Regions from separate parts of the Capsicum annuum genome. Here region 1 is linked to region 2. Evidence: chromatin contacts called from public Hi-C data. All regions are on one chromosome and are shown on one strand. Each heading gives the region's core, a stretch centred on a gene start, on an enhancer-like site or on the middle of the called end of the contact. The rest is flanking DNA. Distances are from core to core; before and after follow the strand shown.

Evidence for each region. Hi-C and Micro-C count contacts between places; a contact is called where the count stands out from the background.
Region 1: a contact with region 2 is called in a Hi-C map of leaf, with 4 times the contacts expected there. The contact joins the enhancer-like site here to the promoter of LOC107843459 in region 2. A contact is called at or near these places in 2 of 5 Hi-C or Micro-C datasets (leaf and placenta).

Annotation. Positions count from the first base shown.
Region 1 is chr10:191,913,923-191,921,415 of UCD10Xv1.1, forward strand. No RefSeq gene overlaps it. Among protein-coding and RNA genes, the nearest start is that of LOC107844986, 32 kb to the left of the region's middle. Within about 2 kb of position 5,334, at least 2 of the 5 cell types and tissues checked have an H3K27ac peak or open chromatin away from gene starts, as enhancers often do. A contact at or near this core is called in leaf, where this site is marked.
Region 2 is chr10:191,685,584-191,692,177 of UCD10Xv1.1, forward strand. LOC107843459 (NADPH-dependent aldo-keto reductase, chloroplastic) reads right to left here and starts at 4,078. Exons shown (of 7, transcript XM_016687766.2): 1 at 3,817-4,078; 2 at 2,748-2,798; 3 at 2,132-2,208; 4 at 1,607-1,694; 5 at 1,114-1,389; 6 at 735-986; 7 at 66-355. The coding sequence starts at 3,936. The coding sequence ends at 290.

The sequences.
Region 1 (7,493 bases), core at 4,084-6,583, 230 kb after region 2:
AACCTACTAAGGGAATCTGCCACTATATTGGCCTTTTACAAATGATACAGAACACTCATGTCTAATATTTCAACAACTCTAACCACCTCCTCTGACACAAGTTCAGGTATTTCTAGAAAAATACATACTGTAGGCTTTTGTCACTTTGAAATTCCGGATCTGACTCAGGTCTTTCTGGAAATTCACTTACGATTGGAGCTGACTCAAGCTTAGAATTCTCAAAATTGGAGTCTTTGACTCACACCAAATGATAGACACACCCCTTGGATATCATTTTTGTCGCTCTAAGGTACGAAACAAATTGACCCCTAAGTTCTGAAGTACTACCTCTCCATTTTAGGACTGGTTCATTCAGGAACTAAAAATAGACAACTCTATTTCTATAATCAACTGAAACATAGCATGAATAGAGTCAATCCATGCCAAGAATGACGTCAAAATTCGTCATCTCTAGCTCTACAAGGTCTGCTGAAGTAACTTTCTGAGACACCATAACCAGAGAGTTCCTGTATACCCGTCGGGCTATGATAGACTTACCTACTGGGGTAGAGATTAAGAAAGGCTCTGTTAGGATTTCAGGGCTGACTCCGAAGTTGATGACTATGTAAGGAGTTACGAAAGACAGAGAAGCTCCAGGATCTAATAAAGTATAAACATGTAAATGAAAGACTTGCAACGTACTAGTAACCATATCAGGCAAACTCTTCTGATCCTGTAGGGACAAAAGTGCATAGAGCCTATCTGGGCGCTGCCCCCTGGTGGCACTGGATACGGCACCCTGCTGAGACAGGTGATCGGACTGAACTGAAGGACGATTATTCTAACTCTGCAAACCTACATAAGGACATTCTCTGATTTTGTGGCCTGACTTACCACACCCGAAACACACGATGTTGCTATCCCTGCAGGCACCCTGATGGTTTCTACCACATTTCTGATAAAGAGGATTTATTCGGGCACTGTTCACACTACCCTAAGATTTAGAGCCTGGTACCTTATCCTTATTATCATTTCTGAAATTGGACATTGGAGCACTAGTCGAAGACAAAGCTAGGATTGAAATTTTTGGGCGGAACTAAGGACGGTTACCACCTTCTAACTTCGGCCGAGTAAAATTAAAGCTACTTATTCTATCCCTCTTTCTCTCTGTCTCTTTCTCCTTGGTCTTCTGTTCCTCAATCTGTTGAGCATAGACCATCAACCTAGATAATTCCATCTTCTTAATCAACATGTGGTCCTACACTCTTTGACCACACTGTCAGATAAACCAGACACAAACTTGCTCATCTTAGACCTGCTATCAGCCACCACATGAGGAGCATACCTGGCCAACTGAGTAAATTTAAGGGAATACTCTTTCACACTAATTATGCCCTATTTCAGATTGATGAACTCTAATACCTTATCCTCTCTCAACTCCAACGGAAAAAACCTATCTAGGAAGGCAGTAGTAAACTCCTGCCATTCTATAGGCCCTGCATCTGTGCCTCTATCTACTTTTCACTGCTTAAACCATATATGAGCTACATGTTGCAGCTGATAGGCAGCTAACTCAGCACTCTCACTAGCAGTCACCCCAATAATGTCTGTTAATTTCTGCACCATGTCAAGGAATTCCTGTAGGTCCTCTTTAGACTTAGACCTTGAAAATGAAGGAGGGTTCATTCGGGTGAAGTCCCAAATTCTAGTTGCAATAGTATTGGCCACTGGGTTGGCCTGAACAGCAATTGGATGAATATTTTAAGCTGCCACGAAATGGGCTAGAGTGGTGAATATTGCTCTAAATTCTGTGTGTGAAATGTGCTCATTCAGGGGATCTTCTTGAACAAGCGGAGGTGCTGGCTGGTTCTCAGTTCTTCTTCTGTTAGTCTTTCTGGGAGGCATGTTCTGTAAACGAAAGGAAAAGTTGCATTAGATAGAGATTTTAACTTAAGCTCATGCCCACACACATGATATGAACACTGAAAGAAAGGAACTTTTCCTAAAATCGCCTCATAGCCTCTTGTCTATAAGTGTGGCGTGCTACACACCCATGCACAAGACTCTACTTAATGCGGCTTTCAGACTCCCTGGGACACTTTAGAACCTTAGGCTCTGATACTAGGTTTGTAACTCTCTGAGACTACACCCTGGGGGTCACATAGTGCTTACGACCCTAAAGGACCAAAAGCATAACCCATGACTGGTACCTGCTGTGAATACTGAATAATAATTATGAAACATATATGGAAGTAAAATTGAAAATGCCATAAGGTTCATAAACTGAAATTAATACTGAGTACAACTGTGGAATAACTGCTAACTGAAAGTGTCTAAAAAGCTCTAAACATCTGAATAAGAAAATTGATGGGACAGGCCCCAACTAACTCGTAACTATTGTCTGAAATAATTGAATTACTGATGCAATGACAAAATAAGTATCCCGTCCTCGATGGATAAGGACTCACTACTACAGTTGTGGCTGATCGACTGATCTGGCTAATTATGGTCAGGAACCCGAGCATCCGTACCTATGATATGAGACATCATAGCGTAAAAAGAGAGTATACGTCAGTACTTTAAATGTACTGGTATGCTAGGTAAGGTTGGGCTAATATACATGGGTTCATGTGCATGAGTAAGAATAACTAAATATCATGAAGTAACTGGATGAGAGTATATGCAATACTGGGACTACTGAAGATAATGAACATGTAATACCAAACATATATCGTTTGTCTGAATTAGATTGAAGTTGTAGTACTGAATTTCTGATAACTGATTGTTTTATCCCTTTTTGGATTTTTATTTTAAGAAAAATGATTTTGACCCTTTTAAACTATTTCGAAAGATTCAAGAGAATTTCAAAATAATTTTGAAAGATTTCACAGAGTCGCCACTTGATTTTTTATCGAAAACATCAAGAAAAACTTTAAAGGGGTTTCAAAGATTTAAAAACAGAAATAAATTTTCGAGATCAGGGATTCTGAATAAGGGTTCAGTTAATGCCCTAAGAAGGTTTTTACGGCACTTAGGAGCATCTATTTTAAAATGGTTCACCAAAAGACTTATTTTTGACTAACTTACAAGACATGACTAATTTTGTACCAAAAAAAAGAAGAGATTTTATGGAAATATTACCCTTAACTCAAGAAAATATCTATTTACTAGTTTTTAAATGACATTTATTCGAACAAGTGAAAGAAATAGACCTTTATGACTTGAGGTAATGTTTGTAAAGAAGGTTGAGCTAAAACCCATTTTCTTTACAAATTATCACTATTTATTTATTTTTTAAATAAAAGAGAGAAAGAAAGTGATTTTTTGAAAATCATTTTTGATAACAAAATATGTATCTTCAAAACAAAGTATGAACTTTGATTAATTAATGAAAGTGTTTTTTTTTTAACTTTCCCCCAAAAAATTAATTTTAGGTTGGTGAAAATTCTTTTGATTTAAATGAGTTATTTTAACGTATTGTTAAAATAAAATGCCATTTTTGGAAAAAAGGATCCACCCCAAGGAGGAAGATATATTTTTATTAATTTAGAATATTACGCTTATGTGATAAAATACTTAAAAGATAAATCCAAAGGCGAACAAAAATGACGATTCAAGGGGGATCTATTAAGGTTAACCAATTTTGAGAAATTAATACAAACACATAATCAAATATAAATTATATGAAATATATAAGAAAGGTTAAAATTTGGGCCTTTTTAGCCCATTTCAAAGTTGGCCAATCTTTGGGCCTATTCCTCTTGGACTTTTGGCCCTTTTCTGCATCTTGTATACCAGCTGTATACTGAGCATATATCAGCCACGTTTTTTCAGCGTTTTTGTGTATACACACTATATCAGTGTGTAAACATCTACATGTCTGCTCCCGACTTTATTCCATCGTGTGCTGGCGTATATTAGCTGCCTTCGACCCAGAAAACCCGTATATCTAGCGTATACCCTCCTTATTTTCCAAGCTAGTCTCTTTAGACTTTTGGGACTTGATCCTGGAGAGATGTGAGGAGATGGGGTCCTATTGGACCCGGATGGACAACCACATGCATCAAATAAAATATAGGGATTAGCCATCAATTCAAAGTGAAATTAATCATATCTAGACATCTAAGTAAAACATATAAATTCTTTTCATGATTCGAAAACAAAGCATAATTATCTATTATTCTTTAATATGAATGGGTTATGACAAAAATCAAAAAAGTCCATTGAACTCTAGTACCAAATCCAATTTTTCCAACAGAGGTTTAGAAGCCATTGGACACTAACCTGACAACATGAAATTCTACAATATTAAATCCGACGAAGTATAAATAAGTTGCATCTCCAAATTTTCCCATAACCGGATAAAGTGAAGTTATAAAAGTAAGTTATAAGTGAGGAATGGACACACACATGTACATACAGACTCGTTTTCGATAAGATGGATGTAAATATGCACGATTGCATATTTTCGGCTATATGCAGTATTAACTTAAGGGAGCATGAAACTACTAGATGTTTAGCGGATAATTACTTCAACCTTTTATTCATGCTAGCTATTCCGGTGCCAAAGATTCGGTACTTGATTTGACTCATTTTTTCATTCAATATAATAAATAAATAAAAATAATTAAAATAAATAAAAATAAAATTGATCCAAAATCCCACACAAAATAACAGCTACCCATCTTTAAAATTTATATATAAACTGGAGAAAAAGGAAAGACAAGACATACATTGTCAAGGGAACCATAGAGCATCATCATTCATGAGATTGTGTTAAATGCTACACTGTATTAAAATAAAATCATATAGGCTAACCAGTAACTACCTATTGGCCAAATCCATTGATAGCAATTTAAACTTATCCCAAAAATTCACTTATACCCCTAAACTAAGGCCTGTACCTATCAGACCACTAAACCTTCCGAATTTTATTCCAATTGGACATTTTTTGCCTAATCAGCAAAATGTATATAGAATGTGTTACACTCGCGTGACATGGCAAAAATACCCAATAAAAAAAAACACGTGGCAAAAAAAAAATATGAAAAATTGCTGATTTTTTTATTTTTCTATTTATATTTAATAATAATTTTTAAATTAAATAAAAAAAGGAAAAAAAAGCCCCCCCACCCCCTCCCCCCACCAATCATCATCTTCTTCACCTCACCCCACCCCCCAATCATCTTCTTTTCCACCCCACCCCACCCCACCCCCTCCGTCGTCTTCCCTCACACACACATACATCATCTACCCCCCCCCTCTCCCACCCCACCTCCAATCGTCTTCATCCTCACCCCCCACCCGTCATCTTCATACCACCCCTCTCCCGGCGTTTCACAGTTCTCTCACACACATTCACTCACACGCACACATAGTTCACACATGCACGAGAGCAGCACCGCAGTCAACATTTTCTGGCGAGATTCGCCGGAAAATCAACTCCAAAATCACACAAACACACATTCACTCTCACACACACAGTTCACTCACAAACACACACATTCACTCTCACACACAGAGTTCACTCACAAACACACACATTCACTCACACACACAGTTCACCCACACGAGAGAAGCAACACAGTCAATATTTTTCGGCGAGACTCGCCGGAAAATCAACTCCAAAAAAAAAAAAAAAAAAATTTCCAAATCTTTGATGTTGTTGATAATGGTGAAAAATGGTTACTCATTGTGTGCTTAATGGAGTTTCTCCATTTTTTGATGTTGTCTCTAATGGTGAAGATTGATTAATGATTTTGTTGTTGTTCATAGAGTTGTTAATTTACAACTGATTTGATGGATTTTGTTGTCTCGAAATCATGAAGATTGACAAGGATTTTGTTGTTGTGCTTAATGAAGCTTCGATTCTTCAAATCTTGTTCACTGATAATTGTTATGGGGGGAGAGGTAGGTGTTTCTGAAGAAGATGATGACTGTGGGGTGTGGGGGGAGCTTTTCTTTTTTCTAAAAAAAATAAATTAAAATATTAGAATAATTAAAAATTATATTAATAAAATAATTTAAATATAAATTTTTTAATAAAAAAAGTAAAATATTATTTAATTTACTGTTCACGTGCCCAAGGAGTCCTTGCCATATCATCATTTTATGCCTGATAGGTACCAATTTTAGCACTTGATAGGTACAAGCTTTAGTTGAGGGGTTTAAGTGAATTTTCAGGACAAGTTTGAGGTCATATCGATGGGTTTGGCCCTACCTATTCTATACCATACATTGAACAAACATAGGAAAAATGCATCGTTTCCACCTCAAACTATACCCGAAAAGTCGAAGTCACACCTAAACTATACTAGTGATCTATTACACACCTAAACTATAAAAAAGTGAAATTATTTACACCCTGTCAGGCTACCACCACTTACATGTGGTGTAGTGATTTACACGCGCTACCACGTCAGCACCACGTCAGTAAAAAGTATCACTTTTTTATAGTTAAGGTGTGTAATAGGTCACTTATATAGTTTAGGTGTGAATTCGACTTTTCGATTATAGTTTAAAGTGGAAACGATGTCTTTTCCCTTAATATTTTTAGCCGTTTACTTTTGTTATTTAATAGGCTGGATGCGCCTAAAATAAGTGTAACACATGCGTCTTAGAATGGGGGTTGCGGGGATGTAATAATATTATTTTTATATAGTTAAGGTGTGTAATAGATTACTTATATAATTTAGGTGTTACTTAAAAAGTATGGGATGAAAATTATGCATTTTCCCAACAAACATAAGCAAATCCTAAAATTCAAACTCATTGTATACCATACATTGAACATAAATAACTTTTTTGGTACTGCCTAATGTATTGGCTCCCACCAGCTAGTGCTACTGCCTAACTTTTGTATCATATATTTCCCCCCTTCTTTTTTTATTTTCACTTCTCTTTTTTTTTTTTTCACAAATTCACAACTACTGCTTTAATATACCTAAAATTTGGTTTTACACGATTTAAGCATTTAACCACCATGAGAAACAAAACCTCAATCAACAACACTTCAGCAGCCAAAGAGCAAGCAGTAACGTAATACCCTGTTTCTAATTTATTATTATATCAAATATTCACCAAATATAGCCACAGCCTGAAAATATGCAAATTTACAACCACCAGTTATAGCATTTATCTAAATAACCATACATGAACCACTTCGACAGGGAAATTATGACTTTCGATTCCCAACATCAAAGAGTATCACAAAAAAAATGAAGCTCTCACCAATTTTGGAGCAGCAACTAGGACAAACGAGCTTTTAAGTGACCGAAATTCCACCACCTAGGCTCGATTCCGATCACTGGTATTCCAACAAATGGTCTAATTTTTGTTGGTTTGAGTACTCGTCGAGGATTTTCGGTTGCGTGAGATTAGAAGCGTGCGCCTCCAGAATCTCCAAATTTTTCCCCAAAAATCCTCTTCTTTTCCATGGTGAGGGAGAGGCTATTTACAGATGAAATCCGGATTTGAAAAAATAATTTTTGCAAAAGTTGGGACGGAATTTGAAT
Region 2 (6,594 bases), core at 2,828-5,327:
TCATGAAATGAATTACTCCCATGGAAAGTTTAACTTCTCCCACAGAAACAAATTAAAAGCAGTAATGCAACAATAAGATATTCATGAATCATTATACAACTCAAAATACAAGGATAATATATATAAAGTTGGAGTTGACCCATAAATATGATCACCAAGTACCAAATCAAATGGTTATTTTTCTTTGAAGGGACATGAAAATTATTTTGAATTTTCATCTCTTGCATTTAGGAGATGAAATGGATCCTAGTCATTGTCTTATTTTTTTTTTATTTTTTTTGTGCAACTCTTAAAATTCACCATCCAATATCTCTGAAAGAATTTTCGCAAATGGAGTGACTCTAAACAGGCTTGCCTGCACAATTCAAAAATAACAACCAACAAGAATCCGGTTAAATTATGTCCAGCAAATATATCTGGTAAATGCATTTACAAAGAATCTTCAACCATCAAAGTTTTATTCATTGTATAGCAGAAAATATACTGAAGGAATTAGGGGCAATGGTAAGGTTGTGCAGGCTTTAAGTTTTTGGTTCAGCAGGACCTATATATGTAGCTTTGGCACAAACCTCGTGTACGTGTTAAAAATCCATTGTTACGTATAAACATCATATTTAGAATTCAGTTACTAACACTCCTATAAGTCTGGAGCCATAAAGTTCAACACGCTGAATCCACCTATGATCAAATTAATATCTGGTTCACACATATAACAATGCATTTAAACAACTCACCTGCTCAATTTCGGAGAACTTGGTGAACAAATCATCGGGTATGGACCAGTCAAAAATATCGAAATTCTCTTTGATCCTGGATTCATGTGTGCTTTTAGGAAGTACGCTATGACCCATCTGTATGCCCCAACGAAGACAAACCTGAGCCGGAGTCTTTCCCAATTTCTCAGCAACTGAGATTACAACAGGCTGCTTCAGAACCTCATCACCCTTAAGCAATACAAAACCGGGAGAACCGAGCGGTGAATAGCCCTAAGGAAATAAACATATTAAACAACTGAAATAAGCGAACATAAGCATCAGTGCAAGAATTTGCCCCTGAGAAAGTGACTAAAACGTTTGTGCAAATCTGAAAAGTGCTTTTAGTAAGTGAGCTTACAGAGAGGTGCACTCCCCTGGATTTGCAGAGTTCCTTCAATTCCGTCCGTTGACATGTAGGATGGCACTCCACTTGGTTAACAGCAGGAGGAACACGAGCTATTTCAAGAAGATCTCCCAGTTTTTTAGTAGAGAAATTGCTAACACCTATAGCCCTAGCCTTCCCGGAATCATAAAGTTTCTCCATAGCTTGCCATGTGCTAGGTATATCTGCTGGAATTAGATTCTCAGGTTTAAAGCTATCCACAGCATTCTTCATCCGGACAGGCCAGTGAATCTTCAGAAAACATAAAACCAAATAGGAAAATGAAAATGTAAGTCACTCAGAAGTTTAACAACCCGTTGAATCCCCAATTTAGAGAGAATTTTTTTTGGTTAGACCCGACAAGCACAACAATAGCAGCAGATGCTTCTAAAAGATAGTTAATCGAAATGGAAACATCTAGTCAGCATTACTGACAGTAGCATATGCAGAGCTTCTATTAAGTACTCACAAGGTACAAATCAATGTAGTCGAGCTGCAAATCATCTAGAGTTTTGTTAAATGCCACGGGTACATCTTCAGGTGCATGATCAGTGCACCTACACAAGTTCATATACCAAAATCGATGAATATCCCTAAACACGAAGGATAAAAGGTAAATGGAAAAGAACCAGAGACTGCCAACTTTCCATTTGCTTGAAAGCACGTCATCTGAATCAACTATGCCACACATTTGACATAAAACAAGAAAATGCCATTTGCATATAAATGAAAGGAATTAAAAGACCATATTAGTTACGAATTAGAAAAGGCATCTTAGAGTAGTAATTCCTTTGTCTAATATTAGGAAGTGTGAAGCATACATCAAAAGCATCAATAATGCCAAATAAAAGAAGGATTGTTAATAACTGATGAGATCACAAACATTCAAGAAGTCAATTTCCAAAGGACAGAAATGGGACACGGTTATACTTAGGGTGAAAAACAGAAAAAACAAAAGAGGTGTCTTTTATCAATTTGTTTGAATCTTGATTACCAGAGTTTGGATGTAATAAAGAGATCGTCCCTCTTGACAACACCATCTTCGAACAGCTTCTTCAGAACTTCACCGATCTAAAGAAATGGAGAAATAGTCAATAGAGGTAACACTTTCAAGTTTCAACAATAAATTGTTAGTCCGGCATATGTTTTGAAGCTTCGAAGGTTAAGATGTCAATACAGTTTGGACAAGTTACAAATATTAGACACAGCTAGAAAAAAAATGGCATGTCTATTAGTTACCGAAGCCAACATGACAATTAAAATGCTGATATGTCATTATGATTCTGCAGATTATATTGTGTGCTGCTATCTGAGATCCAAGATAAACTAATAAAAGTTCATTCTGCACCACAGCACCAACATTTGAGGAACATGTAACAGGATACATGAAGGGTAAGCGATAACTTAAGGAAATCTTTGGTGAAAGCAGACATTTCAATAAGGACATCTTTGGCGAAAACAGACATTTTGCTGTAACACTTTGCATCGTGTACTTTGTGTATTGACAAATGACAGATTACATTGTTCACTTGTCGTAATATGTTTAATGCATGAGATACTTATCTATGATATCAAAAGCCTATATTTGCTTCATAGTTAAATCAAATTACCTCCTTTTCATTGCCATATACTTGAGCACAATCAATATGACGGTATCCAACCTGTAATGCATAAACGAAAAGTGAATAATTAACTCTGAAAACTGTAGAAAATACCACAAATGACACAGCTCTAATATTCTTGCACCAGACAATCATCCCTTGCTAACTGAAGTACTACATAACAATATGTTCATAACAATCATCCCTTGATCCATAAAATATGTTCATAACAAAATGCTACATAACAATTCTAGCACCTACCAAAAGTAAAACACATTTCCTCTAATTTTTCCACATTGTGGACGACATCATACCAAATTATAATAGTAAATATGAGAAGGAAAAGCTCACAGTCAAATGCGGTACCATTGGCATTGGGAGCTAGCTAGAAGCCTAGTTGGAATACTTACTCACAGTCCAAGGCAGAGCTAGACTTTCACTTACGGATAACTTTGATCCAAACTGTATATTTGTCTTAAATTATTTATTACATATGTATACCTATTAATTTGCCTTGCTACTTCTCCGGAGGTAGTGGTATGGACTGCGTACATCTTACCCTCCCCAGACCTCACTACGTGGGAATACACCGGGTTTGTTGTTGTTGTTGTATGCCTATTAATTTGGAACCTAGTAACTTAGAAGAACTGGATAGAATCTCGAACTCATAAGTTTCAAATCTGACTTTGACTTTGGCTCTGCTCACTCACATCCCGTACATATACCGAACAAAAAAGGTGCATGACATGTGTAAGACTTTAATAATTTACTCACTCGATTTCAATTTGCTCGGTCTAACGTAACATGTTTAAACTCACAAAATCAAAGGGCAATTTGATGCATTGGACATACTTTTTAGAATTTCATGTCAAATAAAAATAGGACAAACAAATGTAAACGGAAGAAATAGTAAATTAAATTAAATTAAATTATTCTCACCCGATATTCACACCAAGCCAAGTCATATAGTAGTTAATAACTACATATTCTCACCTTTTTAATTTATGATTAACCAAGGAACATTAATAAAAATTGAAACAAACTAACAAACTGAATGTCATAGAGAGAGAGAACAAACCTTGATAGCAGTCTCAGCAGCTTGGCCAACTACACCAGGAGGGGACTGAAAAGTACCTAAACCAACGGAAGGAATCTTAGCTCCTGTATTCAGTTCAAAGTATTTTATAGCATCTGCCATTGATATATACAAAATTAAGCTTAGCACTAATTAGAAGTCAACAAGAAGGAGACTAGAATAAATAAAAGAAGAAAAAGATAATGAAAAGAGAAATGTGAAGTATTAGCAAACACAACCTGTCTACTCAACTTCAAGAATCTTACTGTCAGATTTTCAAGAAAAATGTTTTTTTGATAGAATCGTGTCAAATTACTAACTTGTGAAAATAAAAGATATTTTAAAATTTTGTGATTCTAAATTAAAATTATATCAAATATATTATAAAATTTTATAAATTTGTGATCTTAAAATTTTTATGTAAAAAGTTAAAATTAAAATATTATCATAAAAATACTTTCTTCATTTCATTTTATGTATCGTCTTTTCATTGAACGCAGAGTTTAAAAAATAAATGATACTTTATAAAGTTTATAATATTGAACCTTTGTCACTTTAATATTTATTTTTTAGTTATTTTTTTTAATTAAGTAAGACCCAATAACAAAAATAAAGATAATATTATTAAATAATTATCAAATAAAAAATGTGTTTTTTTTTTTCTGGACAAACCAAAAGGAAATAAAAAATCACGCTCATTAAGAAATTATGAAATACAATGTGTAGTTACTAAATTATTCTTATTTAATAAAATATCTCTTGAAAATTGGCTCTATTAAGTAGATGGAGCATAAGAATATATTAGAAAAAAAGATATATTAGGCAACACTTATTTGGAGATGAAGGAAGCACTAAACAGAATTCAAAAAGAGATTATTGGCGTGAATTTCTTGTGAAAATTGTAGTTCTTGCAACGTCACATCAAAAAGATTTATTGGCCATAGATTTAATTGAATTTAATAATTTTTATTCAAATTTTATATTTATCTTAAAAATCTATTTAATGTATAAAGGTCATTAACTTATAACATGTAATTCAAAATGGTATTTCTAATTCTTCTTGTAGATTTATTTAAGCATTTTAATATTTTATTATATTATCTAAAAATTACCCAAACCCACAACTTAATTTCACTTATTACAAAAAATCTCATCTCTCCAAACATATTACAAAAATCTCATTTTTCTCTAAAAATATATATTAAGGGTGTTAAGTGGGTCGGGATGGGTCAAATCGGAATCGGCCCATGAGAGTTATCCAGGTTGTGGGCCGATTCGGATCCGGGTCGGTCTGGTTCCAGGCTCAACAGTAAAAGCGTTCAAAACAATCCTAACCCGGCCCACTTAACCCAACCCGGTCCAACCCATCTAAACCCGGTCAAAATCGGTTAAAAATCCGGTCAAAATCGAAGAAAAGGAAAAAAAAATCTCTATTATACGATATATATACCCACCTATATACATTTTAAATACGTTAAATATACACATTACTAGTAAATATATAGCATATACTACATTACTATTTAAAAAATATATACACATAATACATATACACAATTACACATTTAATATATACGTACCATAAAAGATATATACACATATATACGTATCATTCAACATATATATACTACTTTAAGTAAAATATACTACAATATATACACACACTATATATATAGTTATATACTAATTTGTAAAACATATACACATGTATACGTTAAATATATACGTCAATAGAAGATATATACACATATGTACGTATCATTCAATATATGCATTCTACTTTAAATAAAATATACTACAATATATATACTACAATATGTACACACACTAGGTATATACATAGTTATATACTAATTTATAAAACATATACACATGTATACGTTAAATATATAGTACTTAGAAAATATATACACATACATACATATCATTCAATATATATATACTAATTTAAATAAGATATACTACAATATATATACACACCATCTATATATAGTTATATACTAATCTATAATATATTAAAAGTGTGAAGACCCTTAGAAAAGTGATTTGAACTTTTTACCCTTCATTAAAAGACTCTTCTTTAGACAATATTGTCTTTTCACTATTTTTTATTATTATTTAATTATTTTTTATTATATTAACTAGACTTCCTAAAATATGTGGGGCTCCTAAAATATATGACAGAAGAATTAATTAATATTTTTCTTTCGACCCTTAGAAAAGTGATTTGAACTTTTTACCCTTCATTAAAAGACTCTTCTTTAGACAAAATTTTCTTTTTACTATTTTTTAATTTATTATTTAATTATTTATTTATTATATAGGTCGTAGATGAATGTCGGTTGGTTTTGAAGAATTTCTTGTGTAAATGTTAGATTTAATTGTATTGTTTTGATATCTTTATTATCTTATTGTTTATTTTAATTTACAGATACTAGATGAACGTGGGTCGGCTTTGAAGTTTTTTTAGGTAAATGTTAGGTTTAATTGTATTATCGTAATGTCTCTATCAGTTTGTTATTTTGTGGTAGTTTACAGTTCGTAGATGAATCTCGATCGGGTTTGAGAAATTTTTGTGTGTAAAATTTAAGTTTAATTGTATTATTTTGATATCACTTTTATTGTATTATTTTGTTGCAGTTTACAGGTGATACATAAATATTGGTCGGCTTTGAGGAATATTTGTATGTAAATGTTAAGTTTAGTTGTATTATTTTGATATCTCTATTATCATATTATTTTGTTATTATTTACATGTAGTAGATGAGTGTCGGACGACTT